Linked DNA regions of Pan troglodytes: region 2 is linked to region 1. A link is a contact called in public Hi-C data. All regions are on one chromosome and are shown on one strand. Each heading gives the region's core, a stretch centred on a gene start, on an enhancer-like site or on the middle of the called end of the contact. The rest is flanking DNA. Distances are from core to core; before and after follow the strand shown.

Region 1 (2,779 bases), core at 238-2,737:
CAACATTACAAATGTTCCAGAGGGGGCTGGGCCCAGTGGCTCATGCCTATAATCCCAGTGCTTTGGGAGGCCAAGGGAGAAGGATCGCTTAAGGCCAGGAGTTGGAAGTTACAGTGAACTGTGATAGCACCAGTGCATTCCAGCCTGAGCAACAGAGTGAGACTCGGTCTCAGAAAAACAATTTCAAATGGGATTTACTATATATGCTTTTCTTTTCTTTTTCTTTTTTTCTTAATTGAGGCAGGGTCTTGCTCTGTCGCCAAGGCTGGAGTGCAGTGGCATGATCTCAGCTCACTGCACCTCTGCCTCCCAGGCTCAAGCGATTCTCCTGCCTCACCCTCCTGAGTAGCTGGGATTACAAGTGTATGCCGTTATGCCTGGCTAATTTTTTGTATTTTCAGTAGAGACGAGGTTTCACCATGTTGGCCAGACTGGTCTCGAACTCCTAACCTCAGGTGATCCGCCCACCTTGGCCTCCCAAAGTGCCGAGATTACAGGCGCGAGCCACCGTGCCTGGTCCATTTTCATTTTCAATGCCTGAGAATGTTCTCTTTTTTGAATGTATCATAATTCATTTAACCAATTTCTTACCATTGGATGTTTTCATTTTTTATTTTTAATTTTTGCTTTTATAAATAATCATGCAGTGGACATCCTTATACATAGAAATCAGCCCAATTTTCTAACTATTGCCTTAGGATGAGTTTCTAAGAGTAGAAGTGCTGGGTCAGAAAATGAAAACATGTTAAATAATTTTAACGCATATCAAATAGCTAAATCTCCATTTTAGAATCAACCAAAGTCACTTAGACCTGCTCTTCTCACGGTTATATTTTTCTATTATACCTGTCAGGGTGCATATGTTACATTTATTTGTGTGATTATCTGATTAACGTCTGTTTCTCCCACTAGACTGCAACCCAGTGAGTGCAGAGATGGCACCTGTTTCTGCTCACCACTGTATCCTTAGCTTTTGGCTGACAGCTTGTCATACAGTAGGCAGTCAGTAAATAACTGCTGATGAGGGAATGAATGGATGTAAAGCTTAATTCAATGAATAGGGTAGAAGATCATACTAGATAATGTCATTTGGGGATAAAATAAAATGTGACTATCAGTCACCCCCAGTGCCATGCAGGGTACCTGCATGTAGCTCCAAAAGTGTTTGCAGTTGACTAATTAATGCATGAATGAAGTATATCTCTTTTATAAAATCCACCTTCTTGTGTGGCTTAATGAATGGAATAATTGTGGATCCTCCCAAGGTCACTTCTTTGGAGAAAACACAGGCTGTCTGCATTTGGGTGCAGCTCCCTGGGGCCTGGCTAACTCTTAGCCAAACTCCTGTTTCCAGCATGGAGTGCCTTGGTCCAGTGGCCAGCAGGTGGCAACAAATGGTTATTAAAGTGGCGGCCGAGCGCTAGAGGCTCTCTCCGGATGAGGTGTCTCTCCTGCTGTGCCCCCAGGGCCTGTGTTTTGGAAACTCCAGCAAGCCAGCCCAGCAGGCCCTTTCGGGTGAGGAAGGCACCCCAGGAACTACAGGTGCTCCTCAGAAGAGTCAAGAAAGAGGGGTCAACTCTAAGCCCCTGAAAGAACCCGACTTTGCATTTCTATTTCACAAGCTTACAGTTCTGAGTAATTGTACTGGAGGGCTGTAGAGCCAAAGGCAATTCATGTGCAAATCTAGGCTTCTTCAGGCGTGAGATTTCATCCGGTTTACACCAGATGACCTGCCTCTGTCATGTCTCACTCTGTCTGCAATGGTCAGTTTCTTCTGTTTTTTTTTTCAGCCAGGCTCAGTGCTATGCAATCACGCTGACAGTCTGTAGTAATGATTGGGTTTGTTACCACTGGATTACACAAAGTCTTCTAACTACATACAAAGAGGTTGCTGACCACTCATCATGGGTTCCCCCGACCTTGGTGTTGTTTCTTCCAGGGGCAGGGATGGATTTGCCCCCGTCCTGATTCACAATCTCCCTTTTTCTCTGGGTCTAACGGTAGAGGGGAAATCACCCTGTACTGCAATCCTGTTAGCTACCACCTCATTCTTGCAGCAGCTCAGCTGTGCACGTGACCTATGTCATGTGTCTGAGCTCACTTAGATCCAAGTACCAGGAGGGGAATCTGATATTTCTGACCCCAAACACGGTGCTCTGTCCACTACACTCATGGTTCAAACTGTGCTCCAGGAAGCTCTCCTGAGGTGGCCATGAGAGAAGGAAAGGAGGAGAGATCGCGGACGGGGAGGAGTGGCCAAAAGGGTGGTGCTCCCTGCTTCCCACCCTTCCTTCATCTAGAACAGCTGTGCTTTGATTTTTAAAATATACGTGTGCGTACATTAAATTATATATGTAATCTTTCTCTTAACTTTCCTTTCAGAAGGAGGAGAAAAATCTGCGCCTCTTTCTCTCAAGGGATACTTTGTCTCTGGGGTACTTTCTGACCCAGTGGACCCCTGGCAGAAGTAAGCGTGGACTGTGGCTACAGGACCACGCAGAGTCAACACGAACTGAAGCCAGGCCTTGGCCATGGCAGCTCTGGGGTCCAACCACTTGATCAATGCAGGAAATGCTTTGATGGCAGAATTCTTCCATGGCCAGCTTCTCATATTCTCTGGGACAGACACAAACCAAGAAAAATGAGTGTGGCGCAGAATCTGATGTGTCCTTCCTGTACCCCCTGCTGGTAGCAAAAAGTATGTCTTGAACTTTTCTTTGTTACACACAGTCTGGGTAATAACAGACTGAAGGAAAACTAAAGAAGCTTGGGAGGCTAA
Region 2 (2,768 bases), core at 181-2,680, 220 kb after region 1:
CTTCATCTCTCAATCTGCTAAAAGTCCTATGAACTATGTAGTTTAACTGTATTACCATAAACCTGTTTAAATTTTAAAATAAAAGATAAACAAGGCCAGGCATGGTGGCTCACACCTGTAATCCCAGCATTTAGGGAGGCTGAGGTGGGCAGATCACAAGGTCAGGAGTTCGAGACCAGCCTGGCCAACATGGTGAAACCCCGTCTCCACTAAAAATACAAAAATTAGCCAGGTGTGGTGGCGGGTGCCTGTAATCCCAGCTACTCGGGAGGCTGAGACAGGAGAATGGCTTGAAACCAGAAGGCGGAGGTTGCAGTGAGCTGAGATGGCACCACCACATTCCAGCCTGGGCAACAAGAGCGAAACTCCAACTCAAAAAAAAAAAAAAAAAAAAAGATAAATACGTCAACTTTTAAAAACTGTGCCTTGCCACCTAATAATTATGACAGCTGAAAACACACAGTAAGCAACATATTAAAGTTGCATATTAGGCCTGGCATGGTGGATCACACCTGTAATCCTGGAGCTTTGAAGAATTACACTTTGAAGGTTCCTCCTAAGGTGGGAGGAGTGCTTGAGCCCAGAACTTCGAGACCAGCCTGGGCAACACAGGGAGACCCTGTCTCTACAGATTATTTAAAAATTAGCTGGGCATGGTGGCACGCACCTGTGGTCTCAGCTACTTGGGAGGCTGAGGTGGGAGGATCGCCTGAGCCCAGGAGGTCAAGGCTGCAGTGAGCAGTGATCACACCACCACACTGCAGCCTGGGAAACACAGTGAAACCCTGTCTCAAAAAAAAAAAAAAAGTTGCATGTTTATCTTAAATGTACTCTTACCAATGAAAAAAACTATTTTGGGACAGATCTTTTACAAATTATCTAATATTAATGTAAATAACATACATCAATTTTCCTTCTTCCCCTGGTACAAACAGATAAGACCTGAAAACATTGGACTTTTTCTATTAAGATTTTGATCAACCTTTAACTAAAAATTATTTCAAAAAAAAGTTTAAAAATTGTCATATGCCTCTGAAGATCAATTATTATACTTGAATAAAGGTAAAAGAAGAAGTTTTGATTAGAAGAGTGACATGAGAAGGCATCTTGAGCTGAATAATGTCTCATCCGAAAGAGTAAGTTCTGGGATCTGTGTGTTCGATCACTGCTCTTTCCTTCCCATTGCTCCTGACATTGGCAGACTTGGTGTGCGTGGGGTGTGTGTGTGTGGTGTGTCTGTGTGTGTGTGTGTGAGAGAGAGAGAGAGCGCGCGCGAGCGCAAGAGCAAGAGTGCGAGGTCGCGGGGGGGGGGCGGGGGGGGGCGGGGAAGACGGAGAGGGAGGGAGAAGAGAGGAACAAATAAACACTAAAAGAGAAAGCAAGAGCTCCTCTGTCTGGAGAGACCTAGGAACAGCAGATCTTCCCCTACCCACTCCAATCCCCACCAACCTGTCCCGCCCCTGCAAGAAAGGGGCTTGTGGCTCTCCAGAGAACTGCAGAGCCATGTGTCCGGAAAATTCAGGATGACAAGCCTTTAAGTATTCTGCAAGTGTCCCTACTGTATAGCGATGTCTGTTGCCCCCTTTCTTTTTACCACTGTATTATTAATCCATCTTGTTCCTTTTCTTGTTCTTTTGAAATAATCTATCCTTTTAACTTCAACTAAAAAAAATGAACCGACACGCCCAGAGAAGCATTTCTCTTCCCAGGAATATATAATAACTTTAAAATATCTGGTCAACTTTTAAACATTATGATAAAAGAAACATGAATTGCATTTTCATGGCTCTCATCTTTAATTACATATGCTGTACACATATATAATGACATCTTTATAACATCCAAATTTGAGATACAAATCTCAGAATAGTAATAAATACCATCCGAAGACTTAATAGGCAAAATCATCTTATAGGAACAAATTACAGGAGTAGTAAAGTCAATTTCATCAAAACATTTTTTTCAGAATTAAATATTATAATAAGCAATAAGTGAAATGTCATATAAACCACTGACTGCATCTTTTAAAAGGGTCATGGTTTAATATATTCCATTCTATAAAACAATCATTAGGGTGAGCTTTTTGGTCTACTACTTAGTGACATCTATTCAGCAACCTTCAAAACACAAGCTAGTTTTTAAGTGGAGGACTAATATGTAAACGTCCTATGAACTTGGCTAACCCACCAGGGTCTGAAAGGGAGACCTGAACAAAGAAAGGCTTCCCTTCACCAATTCCTTGCTAACAGCCTAGAAAAGTCTAAAAGAAGAGAGAAAAGCTCTCAGAGCAGAAGAACCCATCATTTTTCCTACCTTTAGCATGGTCCCCCCAGAAGGTTTCTGTTTCCAGTTGACTACCGGACACATGACAACATTAAAGGGGCCAGAAAATCAACCTGGATTATAACAAGCCCTGTGTTTATAGATACTGTTTAGTGTCCCTTCTCCTCTGGTTTGAAAGTTAAAAGAAGGATAAAGAGGTTTTTATAAAATATAACAGTATAAATGTAACTGTAATTTCACAGGAAACTTTTGGGAAAAGATAAGCTAGCAAAAGGAACCAATTCCAGAGTAAGTGATATACCTGCCCTTGACATGAAACAATACTGCAGGAATACATGTATTTTTTCTGTTAAAGCCTGAAAATAAGATAATTAGTTAACAAAAACAATATATAAGAGATCTGGAAATGTTAACTGTTGATAACTTGATTAAAGTATTATAAAGCAATAGAATAACTTTAAAAATGCTTTATATTTCTACCCTGG

Evidence for each region. A called contact is a pair of places that touch in the nucleus more often than the background predicts.
Region 2: a Hi-C map of induced pluripotent stem cells shows a contact between it and region 1, with 3 times the contacts expected there. The contact joins two enhancer-like sites. A contact is called at or near these places in 4 of 7 Hi-C or Micro-C datasets (blood, induced pluripotent stem cells and stem cell-derived neural progenitor cells) and 1 of 1 other capture datasets (stem cell-derived neural stem cells).

Annotation. Positions count from the first base shown.
Region 1 is chr13:76,807,689-76,810,467 of NHGRI_mPanTro3-v2.0_pri, forward strand. No RefSeq gene overlaps it. Among named protein-coding and RNA genes, the nearest start is that of CHRNA1, 7.2 kb to the left of the region's middle. Within about 2 kb of position 1,488, at least 10 of the 24 cell types and tissues checked have an H3K27ac peak or open chromatin away from gene starts, as enhancers often do. A contact at or near this core is called in induced pluripotent stem cells, where this site is marked.
Region 2 is chr13:77,027,236-77,030,003 of NHGRI_mPanTro3-v2.0_pri, forward strand. The region is part of intron 2 of CHN1 (chimerin 1); the gene reads right to left. Among named protein-coding and RNA genes, the nearest start is that of CHN1, 15 kb to the right of the region's middle. Within about 2 kb of position 1,431, at least 12 of the 24 cell types and tissues checked have an H3K27ac peak or open chromatin away from gene starts, as enhancers often do. A contact at or near this core is called in induced pluripotent stem cells, where this site is marked.